Linked DNA regions of Mus musculus: all the other regions are linked to region 4. A link is a contact called in public Hi-C and HiChIP or PLAC-seq data. All regions are on one chromosome and are shown on one strand. Each heading gives the region's core, a stretch centred on a gene start, on an enhancer-like site or on the middle of the called end of the contact. The rest is flanking DNA. Distances are from core to core; before and after follow the strand shown. Region 1 overlaps Maml2 (mastermind like transcriptional coactivator 2). Region 2 holds the start of Phxr4 (per-hexamer repeat gene 4). Region 3 overlaps Sesn3 (sestrin 3). Region 4 holds the start of Fam76b (family with sequence similarity 76, member B).

Region 1 (2,934 bases), core at 291-2,790, 260 kb before region 4:
AATGATACAAACAGCAGGCAGACGGCTTCTGGAGGGTTTCTCCTCCTTTCTAGTCACCGCAGTATTTTGTGAGCCGTATGCACAAGGTACATCTTTCTACACTAATGTATATAGAAAATCAATGAACCTGAGAGATTGATGTAGAGATAGGAGGAGCTAGAGAGAAAGACATATCGTTACTTCCAAGAATCAAATTTAGTATTACAAGATATTTTAAAAGTAGCTGTTTTAATTATTTCAGTACTTTCTGAACGCATATGCTGTTTTTTCCCCATTGACAAGAGTGGGGACAAGGGGAGATAGCTGACTGACTCTGTTTCGGCAAAGTTCCAAGCTTTGTCATGAAAATCACATCAAGTACTGTATCTCACTAGTGGTAGCCATGGGGTGATGAGCTAAACTCTGTGTGTGTGTGTGTGTGTGTGTGTGTGTGTGTGTGTCTGTGTCTGTCTGTCTGATTGCCATGTGCATGTGTGTGTGTGACAGAGTGCATGTGTATGTGTTTGTGTGTGTGTGTGTGTGTGTGTGTGTGTGTGTGTGTTGCTTGTGTGTGAGGGCTCTGGGTAAGTTCCTGGTCAAATCTGTGAGCTGTGATTGGCGTATGTTGGGACAATTCTTGCTTTGGATATCATCATGGGGTAAGACACCCTCTCACTCCTCTCCAGGCGACACTCTTTGTGTCTGTGGCTCTGAAACATTCATTCCTAGAGTTTTGAATCATCACTGGATTCTCTGAACATCAACTTCAAAAGACCTACGAGGCAGAGTGTTCCTGTCTTTTCAGTCTTGTCATGTAGGGTCTACTGTTCTCGAACCTTCTTCCTTAGCTGAATCATGGGAGCCCTGATGGGAAACAATTAAATCCTTTCTTCAGCCAGCCACTGGCTGTTCCCTCACCCTGTGTTGACTACTGATCGAGATGTGGCTGGGGACTTTATATCCAAACCCTGCAATTACAGAGTCCACCCACCACTACAAGCCAGACACGGGGCCAAAAGGACAGCAAGTTTAGGAGTCTGTTGTGTTTTGTTTGTCTTGCTTCATAATACTGAACTTCCAGCCCAGAGATGAAGCGTGATGCAAAGAGAATGGGCTTCGGTCTACTGATAATTTACTTTTGGGTTCCAACTAAATAGGTTGTTGTTGTGATTGATCTGACCTTGGCATGTCTGGATGAGCAGTAACCATCCTTTGCCTCCTCTGGTTAAACTCTTAAGGTGGTTTTTCTCAAAGTGGTTAATATGTCCTCAAATCACCCCTGTGAGGAAACTGAGTATCTTTGTTTTTCAAGTTGGAAAAAGTGAGGCCCACAGAACTTAGGCAATTACCTACGCTGTTGGGATGGAAGCATGAGTTGTCCCAGGGCTAAGCTCCTTAGTGATGGCAGAGGGCAATCTTGCCTCATACTTCTTTGGGACAGTGACACATAGCCACATAGGGGCTCAAGGAGGCTGAAAAGCTGAGGCCCTTCTCAGAGGTGCCTTTCCCCTGGCACAGTTTAGCAAGTGACCTTCAGCTAAGCTGTGGAAAGTCCGAGTGACTAATTCAATGAACCTTTGGTGTGTGGGGGTAGGGGAGGAGACAGCACAGCCCTGTCTGATCCATGTAAGGTGTCAAGGGTGAGAAAAGCACCCAAGAGATCGGAGGAAGAGGGTCGCCTCTGTGTGGTCAGGGAAAAGCCTGAGTCCTAGCACATATGGAAGCCCTGTGTGACAGAAGCAGAGCATGCCAGCCAAGGAGGAGCATTTCCTGTTGCAGACAGGCATGGGGCCAATTCTTCGATGAGCTGGAAATAGTAGCCGGGGGTGTGGGGAGAGCAAACACAATCCTCTCCCACTTCAGGTTTTACACAGCAGAGCGAATGCGCTTGTTGTGTCGGGTCCTCCACGCTTGTTTTTGCACTGTGTTTTCTCAACACACAGGAGCCACATTACAGCCATGCACCACAACTGCCATTCAACCTCCTGCAATCCTTCTGCCTAGCACTGAGGCTAGAAATGTTGAAGTGGGTTTTAACTCACCAGGCCTGCAAATTGAGAGGAATGTAGAGAGGGCAGGGTGAGGTAGAGAGCTCCTGACTCTTTTGCTCTCCCTGACTCAGAAAGCATTTGTCACTGAGCAGCTGCATCTACACAGAATGTCTGTGGCAAACTGGAAGATAACAACCACACTTACTGGACCAGGATGCTGTAGTCACAGAGTTCGTCAAGTGTTTCCTTGTTAGACTATTGAGCATCAGGAGGAAAAAGGTGGGTGGGAAGTGCTGAGCAAGGTCATCCAGTCAGTAAAGTCCTTGTCACATTGCATGAGAATCTGAGTCTAATCCCTAGATGAATGTTTACCTGGGGTTTGCTGGCCAGCCGGCCTGGCATAATTAAAGAGCTCTGTGTTTGGTGACAGACCCTGTCTCAAAAAATAAAGGGGAGAGTAACTGAGGAATATGACTGATGTCAACCTCTGACCTCCACATCATATGCGTGTATGTAAGTGCATATTCACACACACACACACACAAACACACATACAAATGGACTCTAAGGAAACATGAGGTCTGAGAGTAGAAGATGCTCTAAGGGATCAGCAGGAAGGCCGTGCTGAATCCTGTGGGTAGTAGTCCCAGAAGCACTTCCTTCTCAGGAGTCTAATGCCTCCATCTGACTGCCCTTCCATCCTCCTTCTGACTGTGCTCTGCACCCTTTCTGGCCCACCAGCAGGACCACCCATAACAATAAACCCAATAAAGATCACTTTCTTCATAAAATAAAGATCTAAGGTGGCCGATATACTCTAGCAACAGGAGTCCTAACTAATGTAAGCAGGCTTCCCCCAAGCACTTGTGTATAGAGATCCCAGCGAGAAAGGGGGGGGGGGGTCGAGATCCAGCACACTGTTGGCAGCATACATCCAGGGGCCAAAAGGTCACAGGGTCACCAC
Region 2 (2,986 bases), core at 303-2,802, 400 kb before region 4:
TAATAGAAGAGAAACATTTGTTTTCTTACTAGGAAAGTGAGTGCTTTATTTGTTTATGGACTTTTGAACTGTGAACTTGCTGTGTAAGAGGCTACTCTCAGGCTTGTGACAATGCCCTGATTCTGCCTCCATGGTCTGGAATTTCAGGTGTCCACCACCTAGTTGGCAGTTCATAATTGATGTGTGAGTTACTTGTTTCTATTATTATTTATATTTGCCAGCCAACTATAAGTATACAGGGATCCTACCCCCCCACACACACACACCACACACACACACCTTTAATCAGTTGATATTAAAATCCATTATGCAAAGAGGTTCATTGAAAAGCATAAAGATAGTTATAATAAATATTAACAATTATGAGTGTTGGCCAGAAATGAGCTAAGCAGTTGAACATTATATCTTCAAAATAATCTGATAGAGTGACTATTTGTTCCCATTGTACAGATAAGGAAACTGAGGCTTAGTGGTTTCAATAAGATGTCCAAAATCCCAGTGGCAACAACTGATCTAAGAACTAAGTCAAGCCTGACACCGCTGTCGATGTTTTCCACTGAGTCTATGAAAATGTCCTGCTGGACTTTTAGCAGTCATCACCGGCCCTCTTCCTGTCTGACTCAATAGTCAAAGCCTCTGGGGTCGTGAACCCTCTTATGATGTCACCTGATACAGAGATCCTCCCTTTCTCCAGTCTCTTATCTTGCTTTTGCTGACTTCCCTTCCAGCCTTTGCGCTGTGTGCACTAAAACTCTTTCCATTGTAAATAAATGTTCTCACACCCTGTTCCGTGGTCTGCTTCACCTCCAGGCTCCAGTGCAATGGTGATTCCCTATGAAGAACATAGCTTTCCTTCCATTGCTCTCAAAGAAAATAGTGAACTGGAAACAGAATTAGGAACTGGTATTTATCTTAACCTAGCCCCAAACTGCATATCCCATCCTCTCCTTCACTCTCTGAATTCATATCTGTGTGTTGAGACCCTCTGACAAAAGGAAGGCAGCAATTTCTTAAGTAAGGCAGTCCCTGGGACAGTCTCAGCTGATTGGATGACTCCCCTGGGAGCCTGGAATGGTGGCAAGGAGCTTCAAGATAGATTCCTCAAAGGTATATGGTAGACTTCAGAGTTTGATTGCCATGTATTTATGTGTCTGACTGTCTATGTGCCAGTGTGTTTGTGTGTATATGCATGTGTGTGTATGTTTGTGTTTGTGTGTGTGTGTGTATATATATATGTGTGTGCTGTGTGTATGTGTGTGGGTGAATATATGCATATGTATGTATGGGTATGTGTGTTGTGTGTGTATGTTTATCTGTGTGTATCTGTGGGTATGTGTGGATATGTGTGGTGATATGAGTAGGTATGGGCCTCATAGATTCATGTACTCGGATGATCATACAGAGTAGCACTATTAGGAGGTGTGGCCTTGTTGGAGGAAGTGTGTCACTGCAGGGGGCATACTTTGAAGTCTCATATGCTCAAGTTCCATCCAGTATGGATCACAGTCTCCACTGTCTCCTCTGCCTGCTGATCAACACATAGAATTCTCAGCCCCTTCTCCAGCATCATGTCTGCCCAAGTGCTACCTACCATGTCAACGGACTAAACCTCTGAAAATGTAAACCAGCCCTAATGATAAGCTTTCCTTTATAAGAGTTGCTGTGGTCATGGTGTCTCTTCACAACAATAAAAACCCTAAATAAGATGCTATGTATATATGTTTGTGGTGTGTGTTTGTGTGTGTGTTTCTCTGTGTGTATGTGTGTACATGTATTGTGTGTATATGTACATGTGTGCACATATGCACACATATGGACAACAGCCCTCCACCTCAGGTGTCTTCTTCCCAAATCCTTTTCTACCTTGTTATTTAAAGCAGGTTTTGGTATAGATACTTGTGTCATACCCAGTTTTTCTATGGGCATGCTAGTTGTCTTCATGGCAAGTATGCTACCCACTGAGCCACCTCCCAGCCCCTGGGTTGCTCATTAACACACCCTGCAGTGCCAGTGCCAGTGCCAGTGCCAGTGCCAGTGCCATCAGCCTCTCCCCGGTGCATTTAGCAGGGCATTTCTGGCATCGCCTCCAGGCCCACTACTTGGATCCAGCCTCTCACAGCCCACTTCTGACATCAAAGCCAAAACAAGAGAGAAAGGGCATTAAGAAGCCAGGGAACAGAAGTAGGTTGATGTGGATATCATTTTCTAATTGTTTTGGGCTTCGCCAGACTTTCTTATAACCTCGCAAGCTGCCTGCACCCCCATGCCATCCATGAAATGTGCAGTTGCAGCTCCCTTGCTTTGGTGACCTTTGTCCTAGCTATCATGTTTGTGTCCCTTCACACTTTCCCATCTTGCCTAGGCCTTTCTTCTTCCCAACTTTGGCCATCTTCAGCCCAGATAAACACTGCCAAAAGAAATCCTTACAACATTCAACCTACGATCTCCTCGTCCACAGTCATAGCATCACCTCAAGGTGCCCAGTGCTCAAAGGCCCAGTCCGATATTCTAGTATTTCATCTCTCTCTGCTTTTGTCTGTCTGTCCATCTTTCTTCCTTCCTTCCTTTCTTCCTTTTTTGTTTCTTTTCTTTGTTGTAATTTTGAACTAGGGTCTCACTGTGTTCTCCAGAAGCCCCTGTTCCTCCATTATAGACATCACCCATCTTAACTTCATGTAATTTTTCATTCTTCCCTTCTCTTCTTAGCAGTAAATCCCGTTTTCCCCAGACCTGAAAACTAGCAGAGGAATTGCCTTTCCTTGCACTTTCCCTTGCACTTTTCTGAACCAGCGTCAGCTTGTGTTCTGGTGAGCAATGAAGTGTCAGGCCAGTGGAATCCTCTAAAAGTTGCACAGAAATAAGGCACATGGCTAAAGACACAGAGATTAGACTAGCAGGACAAATGGGTATTATCTGAACACACCAAATATAAAAAAAAAAAAAAACCCAAACATTTTAGGAAAATAAAACCCACAGGACATGGTGA
Region 3 (3,035 bases), core at 25-2,524, 480 kb after region 4:
CTCTTTTCTCAAATAAACATAAAGTAAAAGAACCCAAGCACATTATCCTTTTGAAATCAGTGGGGTGAAAATGAGCATTTCTGCTCTTCTGTAGCAGTTTGCAACTCTTTAAAGGCTAATTATAGTTTAAACCCCAGGAAGTCATCTTGCTGCAGAAACTATTCTAAAGCTCAGGAGCTGTGGCACAGGCCTCTTGTCATACATTAGGTTCCCACCAGTATCAGTCATAACCGAAATGCACATCCCTGCGCTTGGAACAGCTAGCTAGATAGCTGATGGCTGGGAACACTCTTGTCCTGGCCACAGAGTGTGTGTGCCCACCAGTGTGGGGCAAGTGATGTACTTAGCTGTGTATATCTGCCTTCTTAGTAGCTGCTTAAAAACTAGAGGATCGATGCTAGCAAGAACCTGCAGTTGTGTTACAATGAAAACACATTTTATATTGAAATGTTGGCTGTTCCAGCATGTAATTTTCTAAGGAAAGTAGCAGTTTCAAACTGTAAAGGTGAATTAAGTTGATTAATGTGTTAACTTGGGATTTTTATCAAGTATAACAGTAGTACCTCAGTCTGTCTCCAGAAATTCCTTGTATGCTTCCACATAAGAGGGTGTGGATTTTATTCCCCTACATTTTTTCTGCATTTTGTGTATTTTCTTATTTTGTAGTATTCACTTGTCTCCATAGTTACATTTGTTTTTCTTCAGACTTGATTGTCCCCTTTGTAATCAGCCTCTTAGATGATCGTTTATTTGAAGTGATTAGATTTCCAGCAAGTTGCTGTTCCTGGATAACTAGTTCACCACGAAGTTCTACAGACAGTAGGGTGCGTTTTGGGTTTTTTGTTTGTTTGTTTGTTTTTGTTTTTGTTTTTTTATCCTTACTTTTATGTATTTAGAGACAAGATGGCCGTGTAGCCCAGTCTAGTCTCAAACTCATGATCTCCCTGTCTGATCCTGCTAAGTGCTGGGATTGCAGGTGTGCACTACCACGATTGTCTTATCATTTCATTTGTTGTCATTGGCAGGTGGAACTAAGAGAATATAGATCTCCTATTCTGAATCCATTTTCTAGATAGACTACAGTTGATGTAGACAAGAAATCCCAGTATGAGAAATTCTGAATGACTCCAGTTCACATGCCACCCTCCAGTGTACTCGGGCAGTCAATTGAGGGTGATTTGTCATCATTTTGTCATCTAGATGTGTTACTTGTTTGGAAACTTAAACAGTTTAAAGTGTCGTGTGATGCATACATGTTGCTAGAACACTGACAGCTGATGGAGAGTGTGTGCCAGACTCAGAAGGGTTGGGGCTGTGTCTGTTTTCTTACCCCTCTACATGGTCTATCACAATATTCAATTAGGCTCTCAAATAAATCATTGTTGAATACCCAACTGCCTACTTTTGCCAATTTGTTGTAAAACTGCTTCCTAATGAAGTACAGGACTTAAAGGATTTAAATAACTATTTTGTTTTTGGTAGGCTCTTTGATTTGTAAAGGACAAAAAAGACTAAAGTTGCCCACTACCAAGGGGAGAGAGGAAGGAAAAGAATGAATTTCAATGACCATGCTTCAGCTCTACTTTTTCCAGGACTCCATAGCAACGCCTCGGGCTTCTCTGTTGACACCCACCCTGGGCTTTCCTTTTGTTCCCTCTCGCCTCTGCATTCGAGCAGCATTTTGTTTCTCTTGGCTCTCTGATTGCATCGTGTTCACGTAGCTACTGTATAGTCCTGGGAAATTATTAACGTGTGCTAATTAGTCTAACTTGGTTTGGACAGAACTTATATACCCAGGAATCCATGGGTATACCAGTGGGTAGCCAATCCCTTCCACGGGCTACCAATCAGCTTCTGTTTGATTGTTGGGGTCTTAGCATAGGCTGTAGCCAAGAGACTGGATCATAGAGAGAAGACTTTGTCACTTTGAGACAAGGAACCACCCGAGTTACGTTCTTACCTTAGAAGTTTCCTCAGAGCTAGAGAAAGGACCCAAGGAGCTGAAGGGGTCTGCAGCCCATAGGAGGAACAGCAATATGAACCAACCAGTACCCCAGAGCTCCCAGGGACTAAACCACCAACCAAAGAATACACATGGAGGGACTCAAGGCTCCAGCTGCACATGTAGCAGAGGATGGCCTTGTGGGACATCAGTGAGAGGAGAGGCCCTTGGTCTTGTGAAGGCTCGATGCCCCAGTGTAGGGGAATGCCAGGGCAGGGAAGCAGGAGTGGGTGGGTTAGTGGGCAGGGGGCGGGGGGATGGGATGGGGGATTTTCGGAGGGGAAATGAGGAAAGGGGATAAAATTTGAAATGTAAATAAAGAAAATATCTAATAATAATAAAAAAGAAGTTTCCTCAGGAGATTTTGAGGCATCTAAAGCTTTTAAACCAAGCTTTTCTAGTAGCCACAAGGTCTCTAATATTTTTCTTATTATTTTATTATATAATATCCTTAATATTCCTATTGAGTCTATAACCATGCTGCTGTCCAAAGTGTCATCTTGTGGCATCAGAGAACTGATTCTTAACTCAGAGTGTTACTTTTATCTGAGAAGATCAAGTGGCCATTTTCCTGCATCTCTTTTCCTGGCTAAGGAGTTCAAGGGGCCTGTTTGGTCTATTTCTGACCTAACCTCACCCATGGAGAAGGAAGCAATCTCATTAACAATTTCATAATTTATATAGAGAGACTTAGTATGAACAAAAATATTAGTATTCCTCAACAATTTCCTACTGTAGCAGTGTACCAACAGGTATGAATTGATTGTGAAGGTTAAGGGCTTTCCCTCATGTAAAGTGTGAGCTAAGGCCTTGTAGTAAATAACTGAGTTTTCCCCCATCAATGAGGTGTAGAGGCCTGTCCCTTTAGCTCACATAAACACAACTGGTGCTGCTCTGGGTTTTCTTTGATCTGAACCCCAGACTTCTTTGAGTTTTACATAATTATATTGACTTATTTATTTTACTACGTTGGCTGAAAATATCTACCAATTTAAATTTTCTTGGTAAGTCATCTTAACACATTGAACTTTTC
Region 4 (3,076 bases), core at 64-2,563:
GTAATGGGAAGTGGGAATGCCCGGGCTCCGCCTGCAAGGGTCGCGCAACAAACAGAGAGGCACGGCAGCAAGGGCGAAAACGCACTCTGGGGACCACGGACGCCTCAGCGGCTGCCACTCTACAAACCTGCACACCTACCTGTTAGTGAGTTTCCGAGACGGGCCGTTACGCTCACGTGACCGACAGAGCTTTGTGTTAGCGGGCCTGAGAGTGCACCAGCCAGGCTCGGGACAACGCTCCAAAGCACCGGCTGAGAGGACAAGGGAACGCAGGGTGGAAAAGGAGGTGCTCCAGAAAACACAGTTGCAGCCTCCGGGAGTGGCACGCGGCCTCGGGCAGCCCGCCATCCTGCGGGACGAGGGCTGACGCCAGATCGCGGGCCCCCTGAAAAGTGAGGCAACCCGGAGAGCCGTACAGGCCCACCTGGAACCCACGCGATTGCCGCCCCTTACCGAAAACTGAGAATCAGAAGCCGCCGAGACCGAGGCTGCCGCCATCTTCCCACCTGCGCAACCCCAGACGCCGTCCTTGAGCTCCTCCTCCGGATTCGACAGCCGCCCGCCTGGGGCAAGCGGAATCCAAGTCCCCGATGGAAGGGGCGGGCGAGCTGCGAACCCTATAGGAGCCTCGGTCTCGCAAACCACAAGGACGCCACACTCAGCGCGCACGGGAAAGGCAACGCGTCTTGATAGACGCCTTCCAGTGACCAATCAGAAAAGAGGACAACTTCTGGTGGCAGGGAAGAGCCCGCCTCCTCTCTCGGTGACGTCACAAGGTAGCGCATCGCGGAGCCTGCGGGAACGGCAACGTCTGAGTTGACAGACGGCTCTGGGAGCGTCTGAAAAGGGATGGATTTTCTGGATGAGGAAGCAAAGGCTAGGGCTTCTGGAACCTTCAGCGCCTGCTGAGGCGGATGACGGAAGCTGAATAAAGGAGAATGGAAAGTTGACATACTCCATCAGCATCCCAGGAATAAACTCCAGAGAGCGTTGCTTCTCCATTTGATGTACTGACCTTTCGGCCAATGACAAACAGAAGTAGGAGGGGCTTAAGGATATGGTCCAATGGAAGCCAAGGACTGAAAAAAAGCGGCGTTTCGTGGACCCCCTGGCCAATGGGCTCAAGCGCACCAGCCAAACGACGACTGGCCGTGGCTTGTGGGCGGGATCTTTTCAAAGCGGATTTCGCGCTCTGAGAGCGGCGGCTTCCTATTGGTTGGTACTTTCTCTCTTTGTGGGCGCTCCCTGCCGAACCTAGGCCAGGGACTGGGCGGAGCTTTCTAGTGACGTAAGGCTCTCTGTAGCCAATCGTAGAGAGGGACGCGAGACCGAGGAGGAAGCGGAATCCACCGCCTAGCTCCCGCTTCGTCTCCCTCCGCCGCGGTCCGGGCCTAAACGGGAGCGGCGGGGCGGGCGGCAGTAGGTGTCCCGGGACGGCGGCGGAGGCGGAGGGAGACGCAGGGGACCCGGCAGTTACCGGGACTGGGCCACAGCAGCAGAAGAGCCCGCGGGCGGGGCAGCCGAGTTCCCGGAGGCCCCGCCTGAGCGCGCGCGGAGGAGCCGGAAAGCAGGATGGCGGCGTCGGCCTTGTACGCCTGCACCAAGTGCACGCAGCGCTACCCCTTCGAGGAGCTCTCGCAGGGCCAACAGCTCTGCAAGGTCGGTGGGCGCCGGTCGTTCAGCGCACCGCTCCCCGCCAGGGCCCGGGCATTATATGGGCGAGCCCCGTGTCGACCGCGTCCCGCCTGCTCGCAGGTTGGGCTAGCTCGGCCGCTTCTGGCGGTCTCGGGTGGGGCTGAGCCAAGCGGCCACCAGTCCTCCGTGTCGCAGAGATTGGGTGCAGACTCTCTCATCCCAGCTTTGGCAGGGACTGCCCTCTCCTTCCACTGGGAGGCAGGGCCCGTGTTTGCACTTTCTTGCTAGCAACCCGAAGCTGCAGAGCTGATGGCATTCTGCTTCCCTGTCCCGGAAAGCGAAGCGACTGGTTTAGGAACAGAGTGCTCTCTGATTTGGAGCTCCTCCCATCCCATAAAAGCCGGGATGCTGTCTGTGAGCAATTGTACAAAATAACTAGTAGTTTCACATGTAAACCACCCCTGGAAGTCAGTCCTGACAGCTTCCTTAGTTTCTCTCTGTTCCATATACCCCCTCCGCACCCCCCCCCTCCACTAAGGACAAAAATATCCCCATGGAATTATACTCTGCCTGACGGCTGATGTGATAAGTCACCCAGTTGTTTACGTTGCCAGCCAGGTTTTATTGACATTTCAGGCACTTGACTAAGTCGATTAATTTCTACCAAAGAGTGAGATTGGGTCTCTGAAATAAATACTGACTTATGTATTATCTTATTACAGGAATGTCGGATTGCACATCCTATTGTAAAATGTACTTACTGCAGATCAGAATTTCAGCAGGAGAGGTTTGTATACTGAGCAGTCTTTCATTGTTACAAATTCGTATAAGGAATAATTAGGGGTTGTAATATTTGTGTTAAAGTGCTTTGAAAAACTGATTTGTTTTTGAAATTTAAAATTTAGAGCTACTATGTACAGTATGAGAGAAGACATTTAACTAAAGAAATTCTGGTTTTACATGTGAAAATAAGGGATAAAATTGATAGATGGAAAATGTACACTTCTGCCAACAGTCAAAATATAAGCAATTACTTTTAAACTTTTTTTTTTTAAATGGGAAACTGCTAATTAACCTGAGGAAAGAGCTACAGTGTTACTAACTGCCTTGGAAGACTGAAGTCACTGCCTTAAGCAGTGTGATTAGCACAGATGTTTTTAACAGGAAATCCCTCTTTTAGAGGACACAGAGTAAGCTCAAGAGAACAAGTCCTTTTATTACTGAGTATGTGGACATGACAGTGGAGACTGTGGACTGGGGAGTGCGGTGGGCCCTGATGCTGAGGATGTGCAGTCATGGTGGTGAGGGAGCATTAGAGCCAGAGGGAAGGCATTAGAGCTTCCGCTTTATCTTCTTTATAGAAAATATGCACTGAGCTGGGTGCCTATAAGCATAGTGTTTGGAGGTGGAGGCAGGAGAATTACTACTTAGAGACTAACCT

Evidence for each region. Hi-C and Micro-C count contacts between places; a contact is called where the count stands out from the background. HiChIP or PLAC-seq counts read pairs in DNA pulled down with a chosen protein or histone mark.
Region 1: a Hi-C map of Sertoli cells shows a contact between it and region 4, with 4 times the contacts expected there. The contact joins the enhancer-like site here to the promoter of Fam76b in region 4. A contact is called at or near these places in 1 of 39 promoter capture datasets (embryonic stem cells), 1 of 484 Hi-C or Micro-C datasets (Sertoli cells) and 2 of 9 other capture datasets (adipose tissue and liver).
Region 2: an HNF4G HiChIP or PLAC-seq map of pancreatic cancer cells shows a contact between it and region 4. The contact joins the promoter of Phxr4 here to the promoter of Fam76b in region 4. A contact is called at or near these places in 1 of 39 promoter capture datasets (stem cell-derived epiblast-like cells), 2 of 115 datasets of contacts at active chromatin or transcription factors (embryonic stem cells and pancreatic cancer cells) and 1 of 9 other capture datasets (adipose tissue).
Region 3: an H3K27ac HiChIP or PLAC-seq map of stem cell-derived neural progenitor cells shows a contact between it and region 4, with 4 times the contacts expected there. The contact joins the enhancer-like site here to the promoter of Fam76b in region 4. A contact is called at or near these places in 1 of 484 Hi-C or Micro-C datasets (nephron progenitors), 17 of 115 datasets of contacts at active chromatin or transcription factors (the 230-238 cell line, bone marrow-derived macrophages, cardiomyocytes and 12 more) and 3 of 9 other capture datasets (adipose tissue, liver and macrophages).

Annotation. Positions count from the first base shown.
Region 1 is chr9:13,562,136-13,565,069 of GRCm38.p6, forward strand. The region is part of intron 1 of Maml2 (mastermind like transcriptional coactivator 2); the gene reads left to right. Among named protein-coding and RNA genes, the nearest start is that of Gm51666, 47 kb to the right of the region's middle. Within about 2 kb of position 1,541, at least 133 of the 459 cell types and tissues checked have an H3K27ac peak or open chromatin away from gene starts, as enhancers often do. A contact at or near this core is called in Sertoli cells, adipose tissue and liver, where this site is marked.
Region 2 is chr9:13,429,809-13,432,794 of GRCm38.p6, forward strand. It overlaps Phxr4 (per-hexamer repeat gene 4), which reads left to right and starts at 1,553. Exons shown (of 1, transcript NR_028271.1): 1 at 1,553-2,943. The region is part of intron 1 of Maml2 (mastermind like transcriptional coactivator 2); the gene reads left to right.
Region 3 is chr9:14,303,152-14,306,186 of GRCm38.p6, forward strand. All of the region lies in intron 1 of Sesn3 (sestrin 3), which reads left to right. Among named protein-coding and RNA genes, the nearest start is that of Sesn3, 28 kb to the left of the region's middle. Within about 2 kb of position 1,275, at least 26 of the 459 cell types and tissues checked have an H3K27ac peak or open chromatin away from gene starts, as enhancers often do. A contact at or near this core is called in stem cell-derived neural progenitor cells, where this site is marked.
Region 4 is chr9:13,826,403-13,829,478 of GRCm38.p6, forward strand. Fam76b (family with sequence similarity 76, member B) reads left to right here and starts at 1,314. Exons shown (of 10, transcript NM_176836.4): 1 at 1,314-1,659; 2 at 2,358-2,422. The coding sequence starts at 1,573. It overlaps Cep57 (centrosomal protein 57), which reads right to left and starts at 705. Exons shown (of 11, transcript NM_026665.4): 1 at 454-705. The coding sequence starts at 498.